Regions from separate parts of the Mus musculus genome. Here all the other regions are linked to region 2. A link is a contact called in public promoter capture Hi-C data. All regions are on one chromosome and are shown on one strand. The core of a region is the stretch at or near the end of the contact, and the rest is flanking DNA. Distances in the headings are between cores, read along the strand shown.

What was found. Promoter capture Hi-C pulls out the DNA fragments that hold promoters and counts their contacts. Capture Hi-C pulls out chosen DNA fragments and counts their contacts.
Region 1: a promoter capture Hi-C map of liver shows a contact between it and region 2. The contact joins the promoter of Tmem191c here to the promoter of Scarf2 in region 2. A contact is called at or near these places in 1 of 115 datasets of contacts at active chromatin or transcription factors (pancreatic cancer cells) and 1 of 9 other capture datasets (liver).
Region 3: a contact with region 2 is called in a promoter capture Hi-C map of liver, with 4 times the contacts expected there. The contact joins the promoter of 4930588K23Rik here to the promoter of Scarf2 in region 2. A contact is called at or near these places in 6 of 39 promoter capture datasets (cranial neural crest, embryonic stem cells and liver), 4 of 484 Hi-C or Micro-C datasets (all in embryonic stem cells) and 3 of 115 datasets of contacts at active chromatin or transcription factors (embryonic stem cells and pancreatic cancer cells).
Region 4: a contact with region 2 is called in a promoter capture Hi-C map of cranial neural crest. The contact joins the promoter of Hic2 here to the promoter of Scarf2 in region 2. A contact is called at or near these places in 2 of 39 promoter capture datasets (cranial neural crest and liver) and 1 of 115 datasets of contacts at active chromatin or transcription factors (pancreatic cancer cells).

What each region holds. Positions count from the first base shown.
Region 1 is chr16:17,274,575-17,277,562 of GRCm38.p6, forward strand. It overlaps Tmem191c (transmembrane protein 191C), which reads left to right and starts at 1,726. Exons shown (of 10, transcript NM_177473.3): 1 at 1,726-1,894; 2 at 2,060-2,183; 3 at 2,263-2,313; 4 at 2,388-2,465; 5 at 2,620-2,676; 6 at 2,768-2,827; 7 at 2,954-2,988. The coding sequence starts at 1,740.
Region 2 is chr16:17,795,861-17,798,955 of GRCm38.p6, forward strand. Scarf2 (scavenger receptor class F, member 2) reads left to right here and starts at 1,422. Exons shown (of 11, transcript NM_153790.3): 1 at 1,422-1,667. The coding sequence starts at 1,519.
Region 3 is chr16:18,605,292-18,608,382 of GRCm38.p6, forward strand. 4930588K23Rik (a long non-coding RNA gene) reads left to right here and starts at 1,371. Exons shown (of 2, transcript XR_384719.3): 1 at 1,371-1,432; 2 at 2,540-3,091. RefSeq lists an enhancer at 1-1,332.
Region 4 is chr16:17,232,296-17,235,013 of GRCm38.p6, forward strand. Hic2 (hypermethylated in cancer 2) reads left to right here and starts at 1,292. Exons shown (of 3, transcript NM_178922.3): 1 at 1,292-1,435.

The sequences.
Region 1 (2,988 bases), core at 476-2,975, 520 kb before region 2:
AGCTAACAGAACCCCTAGATCACAAAACTACATCCCTCCTTTTCTTACTCATACCACACAAGCCCAATCAAAGGTTCTCTAGAGCTGAAACCATGGAGAAAAGAGACCATCAGGCCACCCTAGCACCCAGGTCCTCCCAGGTCCTTCAGCACCACTCAGCACGGCACTATGCTAGGGAAAATCCAGCCACTGAGACCACGACAAAGTTTCATAGCACATGGGGGAGAAAAACATTAAAAATTTTAATTTTAAATGTTTTTCTCAAGCCGGGCACGGTGGCGCATGCCTTTAATCCCAGCACTTGGGAGGCAGAGGCAGGCAGATTTCTGAGTTCAAGGCCAGCCTGGTCTACAAAAGTGAGTTCCAGGACAGCCAGGGCTACACAGAGAAACCCTGTCTCGAAAAAACAACAGCAACAAAAAAATGTTTTTCTCAAAAGTTTAGCACTCCCTGCTTGGTCACTCAGAATCTAAGGTGAGGCACACCTGGTTTAGCCTGTAGTTACAGTAGTTACAGCTACTGTGGCTCTTAAGATTTATTTATTTTTATTTATTATTATTATTATTTTTTTTTTGAGACAGGATTTCTCTGTATAGCCCTGGCTGTCCTGGAACTCACTCTGTAGACCAGGCTGGCCTCGAACTCAGAAATGCGCCTGCCTCTGCCTCCCGAGTGCTGGGATTAAAGGCGTGTGCCACCACCGCCTGGCTAATTTATTTATTTTTAAAGACTTATTTATTTTTATTTATATGAGTACATTGTCACTGTCTTGAGGGCATCAGATCCCATTACAAATGGTTGTGAGCCACTATGTGATTTCTGGGAATTGAACTTATGACCTCTAGAAGAGCAGTCAATACTCTTAACCGCTGAGCCATGTCTTCAGTCCTTCTTTAAAAAAAAAAAAAAAAAAAAAGATTACACACACACATACACACACACTCACACACTATAGCTGTCTTCAGACACACCGGAAGAGGGTATCAGATCCCATTATAGATGGTTGTGGATCACCATGTGGTTGCTGGAAATTGAACTCAGAACCTCTGGAAGAGCAGTCAGTGCTCTTAACCATTGAGCCATCTCTCAAACCCTCTCATTTTTTCTTTCTTTTTTTCTTTGGTTTTTGTTTGTTTGTTTGTTTTTTCGAGACAGGGTTTCTCTGTGTAGCCCTGGCTGTCCTGGAACTCAGGCTGTAGACTAGGCTGGCCTTGAACTCAGAAATCCGCCTGCCTCTGCCTCCCAAGTGCTGGGATTAAAGGCGTGGGCCACCACACCCGGCCCTCATTTTCTTTTGAGTCAGGGTCTTGTTTAGACCTCTAGGCTGACCTTGAACTCTAGGTGATCTTGCCTCAGCCTCTAGTATTTTGGGATTACAAGGTACGGACCATCAAGTCTGGTCCTTCCTTAGAACTTTAGTAACTTTTTACCAATCAGATCTGGACTGTGATATTTTTGTTTTTTGTTTTGTTTTTCTTTTTTTTGAGACAGGTCCGCATGTAGCCTTGGCTAATTTCAAACTCCGTATGTAGCAAAGGATGACCTTGAACTCCTGATCTTCGTGCCCTCACACCTCCAAGAGATAGAATTACAGATGTGGGCAACCAAGCCCGGCTTTGTATACCTGAATTGGTCGGGCGTGATCCGTCTCGGTTGGGTTCGGGCGCCCTCTGCTGCCTATTGTGACGCGGGCCACCAAGTTACCCAGGCGGTGGAGGTCGGGGCGGAGCTCTGGAGCCATGACTGAGCCGCAGGAGCAGCTGCTGCAGCTGCAGAAGGACAACCGAGATGGCCGCCTGCGGAAGCAGGAGCTAGAAGAGCTGGTGCGTGGGCTGGAAGCCGAGAGCGAGAGCCTCACCGGGCGCCTGGAGGAGCTGCGGGAGCGCGAGCGCAGGTGCGAGGGCACCGAGGCCCCGGCAGGCTTGTTGGCAGTCTCGCTCCAGGCAGTGGGACCCTAGTCTGGAACTCTCAGGCTGGTGGCGGCTCCTTCCCAAAATATCTTGCTCCCTGGTTTTATCCCAGACCAATTCTCCGCCCCCTCTCCCCCTCCCCCGTGTAGCCTGCAGCGGAGACGAAGTCAAGCATCACGAGCCATTCGAGGCGAGGCATGTGAGGCGGCACGGGAGCGTGCGGAGCGGGCTCGTGGGCTGCTGGAGGCGGCGGAGCAGCACCGGCAGGACCTGGTGCGGGCAAGAGCAAGAGGCGGCTCCCGGGGTGGCTAGGCTGGAGGAGGGGCCTAGACAGCCTGGACCCTGTTCGCAGGAGCAACACAATCGGAAGCTGCAGGAACAGTGGGAGGAACTGTCCAGTCAGGTACGTGCAGTGTCTCAGATCATGCCCTAGTCCCCAAGATCCTTGAGCCAGGCACTCACGAGTTCGGTCCCCAGCTTTTCTACTATGGAGGGGAGCAGCTAAGTCAACAGCGAGCGGAGCAGCAACTAGGGAACCAGCTTGTGGCGCTGCAGGTACTTGGGCGGGGCTGTGGGCGGAGTATGGCTGTGGGCAGGGTTATGTGCATTTGTGGGCAGAGTATCAGCCTTCAAGGCCGGGGACCGAGCCTCGAGGCCCAGTGGTGTGCGAGGACTTCAGGTTCTTGACATCACTTGAATCCTCCCGAAGAAACATCTGGAGCTGGCGGAGGCCAAATTCAGCATGCAGGCAGAGGACCTGCGGCAGGTGCGAATGGCGCTGGACTCTGGGGGGGGGGGGGAAGGCGTGTGGGGAGGGCCTGTCATTGCGATGCTCATACCAAGCCCCTGGCTTCTAGGGTGCGCAGCGGACAGAAGAGGCCTGGGCCAGCTTCCAGGAGCAGAGTGGAGTCCTGCAGGTGTGACCCCTCGTTTCTGACAGCGGTTCTCTTTCGAATGCCCTGCGGCCTCGACTCTTTCTTCCTTACTCTCTGACTCGCGATGTAGCGCATCCTCTGCCCTGAATCCCTATTGCCATCCTTCAGGAGCTGCAGGGGAAAGTGATGGAGGCAGCAGCTGC
Region 2 (3,095 bases), core at 172-2,671:
CCGCCAGCCTGCTAACATCTATGGCCTTGGGCCTGTCCACTGCTCTGGTTCCGGCTCAGTCCTTCAGGCTCCCTGTCTACACCACCTGTCCCTCATACGCAAGGTGCCCTCTGCCGGCTGCCCAGGAAGATATTGTCTAACCTTTCCCTCAAGTCAGAAGCACACACACCTTGGTGGGACCAGGCTGCCAACAAAGGTGTGTGAACTCCTGCAGTCTGGAGCAGTCTGCCTCAGGGTCTCTCCTGCTTTGTCTTTTCTGGACCCATGCAGCTCCAACCATCTCCTGTCTGACCTAGGCTGTGGTAACCATAAGTACTGTGTTCTGCTCTGCCTGGGTGAAGCCAGTGATTCAAGGCAGGGATGAGAGAAGAGCTTTACTGGTGAGAACAGTAAAGGGTTAACAGAGGGCCCCTGCCCAAGCTGCCTCCTGGCCCAGGGGTCTTATCCTTAAGCTTGTGTAGAGACTTGGAGGAAGGATATCTTTAGCCAAGTCCAAGTCGTCCCTAGGATGGACACTGATTCTGCAGCTCCTTTGACAGGCTTGCTGATGTCATACTAAGGTCAGGCTAGAGGTTCCTGGTAAAGGAAGCTTTCTGACTCCGAAGACTTCTGGTTCTGCTTACATGACAAGGCTCACTTTGACAGCTGTTTAGGGAATGAGGTGCTCAGGAGATCAGGAGACAAAAGTGGGTATGGTAGAGACAGAGCAATCTACTTAGTGGCCCTGGTTGTCCTTATGTAGTAGGGGGGTCTCCATTCTAAGCCTTGATTTCACTCTCTGAACTTCTCCTTCTTAGGAGCCAATAGCCTTCTCAAGCTGAATACATGCCCTGGGCACCCAGTTCCTTCCTACCCCTTGAGAGGACTTCTGAGTTTCAGTTTTCATCTCCAGTGTCCCCTTCCCTGTCTTTACCTCCTCATTATATCAAAGACCATCACTGCTTCCTTCTGTTCCAGGCTTTTTCCTCAGAGAGCTCCTTTCCCTAGGTCTCCAGTTCATTCCCACAGGTCTTTGTCTACATCTTGCATGCTGCAGGAGATCAAGAGATGCTAATGGCACACCATAGAACAACTAGGGGTTCTTAGCTCCAGCCGAAGGCCAGTGTGTGAACCGGGGCCTTCTCCAGGACCCCTTTGCTCCCGGGCCTGGCGGCTCCAGGGCTTCTGACAAGGGGGAGAAAAGGCGCGGACCAGGACTCCTTCACAGGATCCCGCAGCTCCTTCTTCCCGCAGTGCTTCGCCGGCTTCCACCAAGTTCACCCCCGAGTTCGTGCATGGCCAGGTGGGGGCGGGGGCCGAGCAAAGAAGGGGCGGAGGCGCGACCGGAGGGTGGGGTCTGGCGCGCGGGGCGGGCGCTGCCGCCTGGCCGGCCGCGCTGGCCCAGGATCAGGGAGCCGATGTGGAATTTCCTGCCCGGCCCGGCGCCCCTCCTGCCGCCCCCCGCCCGGCCTCGCACTCCGCTTCCGGCCGCCCTTGCCGCGGCCGCACCCGCGCCCACCCGCGCCTGCCCCGCGCCTCATGGAGGGCGCAGGGTCCCGGGGGGCCGGGCCGGCGCGGCGCCAGGGAGCCCGAGGGCTGGGACTGCTGCTGCTGCTCTGGCTGCTGCCCGGTCTCGCGGCGCCCCAGGACTTGAACCCGCGAGGCCGCAACGTGTGCCGCACGCCCGGGTAGGAACTGGGCCTGTCCGAGGCGTGGGCGCGAAGCGGGCTGGGGGTAGCGGCGCCCCATTTCAGTCCGGGCCATCTAGGACCTCCCTAAACTGGTCACGCGAGCCCCTCGGGCCTGCCTCGCGTCTTGGGCTCGGTTCCAGGCCAAGCCTGGGCCCTTAGGCTGCATCCGAGGGCCGGCTGGACCAGAAATCACCTGAGGGGTAATGGAGTACTGTGGGGAGCCCCCAGGGGTACTATGTGGTGTCCAAAATGTCAGGGGAGAAGAGAAAGGAGCTACTCCCTAAGCCAAGCAAGGACACTCGGAGGGGACAGCATGTGCATAGGCTTTAGGAGCCAGTGGCTTGAGCCTGGAGTAGGGGTTTAGAAGGGCGAAGGAGCAACCTTGGGCGAGCTGGGCACTGGGACAGTCGAGACTTGGAAGGACAGATTTGTCTTGGTAGAGCGGGCGCGGGGTGGGAGGAAGATGGTGGTGAAAGTGAGCACGGACAAGGCTACACTCACGGTGGACCAGAAACCGGAGTGCTTGAGGACAATGATGGACGCGCGATGGGGAGGACGTGGGAACCCCTGTTGGCTCCTTGTGGGCGGCCACTGGGTGTACGGAGGTGGGTCTCTGAGAGGATCTTGCTAGGAAAGCCGGTGTGGGACAGGCCCAGCCAGAAAGCAGTGGAGCCCGGAGCTTGCGCGGAGGGTGAAGAGCGACGACGGCTGAGTAGGCGCAGAAGCCGAGGGACCTGTCTGCTCGTCGGAGCCACGACGCAGTCAAGGCATCTCTGCAGAGGCGAGGAACCCACGGTGGGGCGCCTCTGCCAGTGCTGGGGAGGCTGTTTTGGGACTCCAGGCTAGGGTCCCGGGGGGCACCCTGGGTCAAACGGCTCCCCGGGGTGCGAAACGTCAGCTAGGGTTTTGGAGGGTCAAAGTAGACGAGGGCTGCTAGCTGACCGCGCGGTTTCCGAAATCGGGTCGAGAGGACACAGACCACTCCCGGCCGCGAGCCCCGCCTCGGAGGCGGGGGGGGGGGGGGGCGCCTGACTAGCCATCTGCTTCGCATCGCCGCCGCCGCCTCGTCCCGGGCCTCCCCGGCCCCAGGAATGCAGCGGCTGAGGCAGGCGGGGCGGTGCCTAGGGAGGGCGGTCAGCCCGCACCAGGCCTTCTCCTCCTCCGACCGGCTGGCTGGGGGACGGGACTCCAGTGGTGGGTCAAGCTGTTCCGAGCTGGAGTTGGGGAACCCTTGGTCTCCAATATTTCCGCTGGCCGACCTCTCAGGAGGATGTCTGCCTCTGTAACCTACAGCTGCTTTGCCATTATACTCTGGCGGCAGACTGCCCCAGCTGTCTGGATCTGAGCAAATACTTAGATTTTCGGGGTCTGTCTCTATCTCTGTAAAATAGGGTTGCAATAGGCCTCAGCTCTTGGTGCTGGAGA
Region 3 (3,091 bases), core at 121-2,620, 810 kb after region 2:
TGCCAAGACCCTGGCTCAGTGATGACAGCCACAGGGGCAGAGACGGAGGCAGCCTGAAGCACAGCAGGGTCTAGAGGTCTCAACTGCCTCTTCAGGAGCAGATGCAGATGGCAAGAGCAGGCTGAGGCAAGAGTCACTCAGTGTGCCCTAGACTGCTCTGAAGGGTTTCTTTATTTAGTAACGGGTGTTTGTCCAGTCTCTATAATGTACCTAGCCCTATACTCACCACGTGACTGAATGCCAAAATTGAGCCTTAGGAAGGAGCCACAGGGACTGTGGTCTGAGAAGAATCTTGAAGAGTTGGTCCTGTTTGTCTAGCTTCAGCAACCTTCTGACATCTCTTGAACAGCCCTGTGATGAGCAGATCCCTCCTAAGAGATGAACTGGGGAGCGATAGCCCAGCCGTGCCTGCTTTCCAGGGAGCTATCCTGAAGAAGAGTGAGCAGGGGGCTTGGCACAGCTAGACAGGGACTGACAGGTAGTCAGTCCCTCTCACTAGGCTCCTGGGACCCCAAAAGGAGGAACCCCAGCTCCTGGCCCTGCCCATACAGGCCTGGGTAGGGGCTGTGGTATGAGCTTGTTTGTTCTTCGGCCCGTCTTTCCAGTTTGGAGTCTGGGTGTACAAGTGGGGCCAGGGGCCTAGACACAAGGGAAGGGGCTCTGACAGGGTGTGGATGGGGAAGGGCGGGGCCAGGTGCTGCGCTTGCCTGCTACCCTCACCTACCACTCTGAGCTATCTGTTTCCCAGTGGTGCCCTGGATGCAGGGTCTCTGGAAGGGCCCCGGGTCTGGGAACCCTCTGACCTTAGGAGTCCTAATTAATTCAGTCTCCTCTGCTTGGTGTCTGTGGAGTTCTTGGCCTCTGTGTTCCTCTGAAGGGGACCAAGAGGGTCCCACTTTCTCCTCCTGGACCCCCAAGTCCTATACTCTGTGTTTTCTTCCCACCCCAACTACAACTTCCTAAGTACCTCTCTTACTTCCAACAGCATCCTGCCCTTTACTAAATATATGTGGAGAAACCAAGGCCCAAAGAATGAAAGATGTGGAGGAAGGAGGTGTCAGGGGCAGCTCTGGCTGCTGGAGACACTCTGGCTATGAGACACCTGGGGCTCTGGAGGAGTAAGCTCCTGTGGGCATTTTCCTGGCTCCAGATTGTCAGAGGTATGACTGCAGACACCACCACGAAGTTCTGGCCTGTGAAAAATTCAAGGCCCTGTGTAATTGGCTGGACCAGAGACTATGAACAGCATCTGTCCCCAGGGAAGGGAACAGGGCAGCAGAGGCTGATGTGAGTGCTGCTCCCACCTTCCTGCCAGTGACCCTTCCACCAATTTCAGAACTGGGAACCCCGAGGCCCAGAGGCCCTGCACAGTATGCAACCTCACAGCAAGGCAATGATGGTGGCAGGCCTGTCCTGTCTAAGGAACACAGAGGTGAGGGAATCCCCTTGACATAGGATGACAGTGTAGCCATGGTCAAGCTTGGCAGGTTGTGAAAATGGTAAAAGGAGGGCAGTAGAGCTGGCAAGTGATAGCCCCAGGTCAGTGGTGATTTCTGCCAGGCTTGTGAGGAAGTTTTCAGACTGACCAGGAGCCCCACAGGCAGGTACCAATGCTAGGATTCTCTCCAGGGTGTGCTCTGCTCTACCTCAGCCATCCAGAGCCCTGTCCTGTCTGCAGGTAATGGGTCAGAGCAGAGAGTTAAGGTGAGAATACAGCTAGATTGGCTTGTGGTCCCAGAAAGACTGCCCTTTCTTTCTGGGCCTTAGTTTCTCCATCTATAAGATAGTGAAAATTGCCCAAGAAGAGCTGTGACAGGCTCATGACTTAAGGGTAAGATTGTGAGCAAGCTCTGCCGATCAAGAAAACCAGATCTGCCGGGCGTGGTGGCATACGTCTTTAATCCCAGCACTCGGGAGGCAGAGTCAGGTGGATTTCTGAGTTCAAGGCCAGCCTGGTCTACAAAGTGAATTCCAGGACAGCCGAGTTCCAGGACAGCCAGGGCTACACAGAGAAACCCTGTCTAAAAAAAAAAAAAAAAGAAAAGAAAAGAAAACTAGATCTGAGGACTGTGGTCTGGGATAGCTGAACCTGCTAGTACAGTCCACCCTAAAAGAACCCCCAGAGTAGCCTTCCTCTCTTGGTGTGCCCTTGCATTCATGGCTGGACCAGTCCTGGAACATACTTTAAGATTAGGTCCTTTCTGGCCATGGTGGCGCACGCTTTTTAATCCCAGAGTTCCAGAGGCAGAAGCAGGAGGAGATCTGTGAGTTCCAGGTCAGCCTGGCCTACATAGTGAGACCCTTTCTCAAACAAACAAACAAACAAACAAACAAACAAACAAACAAACAAACAAAGTTAGACTCTTAGGTTTTGACTGCCCCAGCACAACTCCAGCTGCCTTGCCATGCACTGCCCTCCTCCAGTATGTTATGTTCTAACCTTTCAAGGCTGACTGGAGGGAAGGTGAACTGGGGTCAGGGGAGGGAGGGGACAGAAGTTTGGAGCCAAGACAAAGCTTCATGGCCCTCTCTTACCCAGGCCATGACAGGAAGAATCCTGCCCCGTGTTTCTGTCACTATGGATCAGGAAGCAGCACACAGATCACCACTTTCATGTCTGTAACCCCAATAGACATCACCAGTGGATCTCAGATCTCTTTCTTTACTGGATGGAAAGGCTCGGCTTAAGTTCCTCGGCTCAAAACCAGACCCTGGACATGGACGTGCTCACCCAGATGGTGCCTAGGTAGGGCAGCTGCTTGTTTATTTGGTCCTGGTCTGGAATGGATTCAAGACTTCTGATGGTCTTACCTGAGCGTGGAGACCTGGGAGAGGGACCGTCAGGTTGCAAGCCCCACAGGTCTCCTTCCCCTGTGCTCAAGGAGTGTCTTGCAGGGAGTGTCCGTAACTCCCTGCTGTCAGAAACTACCACCCAGGGAACAGAGCAGCAGGTGGGGGTCTGCTCTTCTGTGCTGGCCCTGCCCCCATGAGGCTGAATGGGCGCCTTGGTGCAGCTCCGGGGGCCCCAGAAACATTTGCTTTAAGTCTTAAAATATCAGGTTCCCGAATGGCGGGACTTCCCTGGGGGCTG
Region 4 (2,718 bases), core at 42-2,541, 560 kb before region 2:
CAACTGGAAGTCACTATGTAGTCAGACTGGCTCTAATTCACAGAGATCTGCCTCTTTCAGCCTTCAGAGTTCTGGGACTAAAGACATGCCCCATGCCACCCATTTTCAATCTATTGAGTTTTCGCCATTTCTAGGATGTTTAGGCATAGTATTCTATGTCTTGGCTAGTATAATTGACAGCAGTAGCTTTATAATTTGCTTTAATATCTGTTAGGACAAATGTACTCCTATTTCTGTTGTTTGGTGTTTCAAAGATGATAGTTGTAAAAACAATCATGTATTAGCTATGTAGCTATTGGGTAAACTAAGAATTTTAATTTTTTTTAATCTGTTATTTTAAGCTTGTACATTCGGAAAGCATGCTTGCCTCTGTGAAGGGTTATTGAATTGGGTTTCAATGTTGACTCTGGGTCACAACCTCCCTATAGAACAGCTGTAGGTTCTGGCTAGGACTTTTCTGACCTTTAACAGTGGTGGGCTTTAGTGTTTAGTGTTCAAAGTAGAGAGATGGTCATCTAATAACTCTCTAGAGAATAACTCCGTGTGAACCCCAATACATTTGGATGGCCACAAGTCTTGGGTCTTTACTGGGCTGCCTAAACTCCTGTGACCTGCGGCGGTCACCGGAACTCTGGATAAGTAAGCAGAGTGTACACGGACCTCTCCGCCCTCTGCGCAATCCGGGTCGACCTTCGCGAGAGTGGATGTAAGGATCCTAGGAGAAGTTTAGGGTTAAGACTCCCAGGCCTCTTTTCTCCTTTAAAATCAGAACCACGCAGGCCTTCCTGCAGCCCAGACAGCGGAGCAAGCAGCCTTTGGGTGCTAAACTTTATAGACTGAGATACTCTGCGTAGATCAAGGGGCTCAAACGGGCGGAAGAGGAGAGGCGCAGGCCACCTGAACCGGGTTGGTGGTGATAGTGTTGGGGGTTCTGAAGGGTCCGGGTCAGGCTCAAAACGGGTCAGTCTTCCGTTTGAGGGCTGGGCATAGACCCGTGGTAAAGAGCAGGATTCTTGTTTCGCTGGGTGTTGCCCGTCAAGTATTTTGAGGTGAGGTTGCCATCCCGTTCTGGCGCCTGCATCGGGACCCTGTAGGCGACCTCCCGTGCGCCCCTCCCCCATTACACTCTGCCGCAGCCACTGGCCCATCCCTGGACTCAGACCCCTCGGCGGCCCCGCCCAGCCTCAGGGTTCCGCCCCCACAAGGGTCCGCCTCCAGGTCCGCCCTGTCGCTCGCCCATTCAGATGTGGGTCAGGGGTGAGCGGGTGGAGCTGACGTCACAAGCTTCCAAGATGGCGCGGAGCGGGCGGCTGTGAGCAGCGCTCTGGGCGCGCTGGGCGGAGAGCCGAGCGGGGGCCGGCGGAGGGCGGACAGGGCGGGCGCGTGCAGCTCAGGTCGGGCGCCCAAGACGAGGGGCCTCTGGCAGGCACCTGAGGTAAGCGGTGTCCTCGAGGGAGGGCGACGCGGGCCGGGCGCGCCCCCGGAGAGGGGGGCGTGGGCGCGCGTGGGACGGAGCGCGCGCACGGCCCCTAGTCTCGAACCGAGGCGCACGCGGGACCCTGGACGGGCGGGGGCTTTGTGGTTCAGGTGCCCGGCGGGTTGCGGCCGGCACGGGGACTCCGGGCACAAAGCCCCCAGGGCCGCGCCAGTCCGGGGACGCGAGTCTGTGGAGCGGGGGTCGACGGGGTAGCGGGCGCCGGCTCTTTGTGCCTTTTCATTAGCAATCTAATCCGAACGGCGTCGGGCGAGCTATGCTGCCTGACAGGCGGGCGTTCTCCCATTATGCAAACGGCTGTACGCCTGCGGCTGCCCCTCACTGGAACGCTTTACGGTTTCCAGAACTGCGCTTGTGTGTATGGTCTGCAGTCCTTTTCCTCGAGTACCCTTCCTGGCTGGGGGACTGGCCGTGTCAGGGACAGGGTAGGGCTTAGAGGGCCCGGCTCCGTGGCTGGGTGGGCTTTCTGCCCTGCCCCCAGACCTTTGCTGGAGGCAGCCGCCTGGCAGGAAGAGAGATGGGCTTGGGGGGAGGGGGTCGGGTGGCAAGAGGAAGGGACTGGCTGGCTCAGGGAGTGAGCTGAGGGGCCCTAGCTTGTCATTCTCTGTTTATCTTCCAGAATGGTTCATATGCACACAAGCCTGGGTGTAAGTGCTGGGGGAAAATACCTCTCCCTGGGGGGCAGTGACTTAGGTACTTGGAGTGATTGAGGCCAGATAATACTCTCAGCGGCCGCGCCCTGAACAGTTTTGGACTACCTTGCGACGAGAGTCCCGTGCTGATCTTGGCTGGCCGGAGAGATTCAGAAGTTATTTACTTATGTGTTCTATCCCCCTCTTCACAGTATCTTTTCTAGTTATAATTGTCAGGCGCATTTGGAAAGCTGTGTTCCAGGTTCCTCACTTTCAATCAGCAGGAGGGGTGTAACACTGAGAGGCCACCCCCACTGACATATGTGGCGATGGGGGAGGGGCGGATCCTTGCCTATAGGAATCCTGTGACTGGACTGTTACTGGGGTTTGCTAGCTGTGGCTTTTGCACCTAGGACCAGGAGATTCGGCAGGTCGTGGAGGGGCTCATCTTCTAGGCTGAACTTGGGATTTCCAATCTAGGACAAAGGTTGGTGGGATGGAGGCAAACCCTAGAGGGATGCCACATTATTGCTTCTGATTCCTCCTGGCCTTGCCCCTCCACTGTTATCTGCCCGTATCTGGAATCCCTGG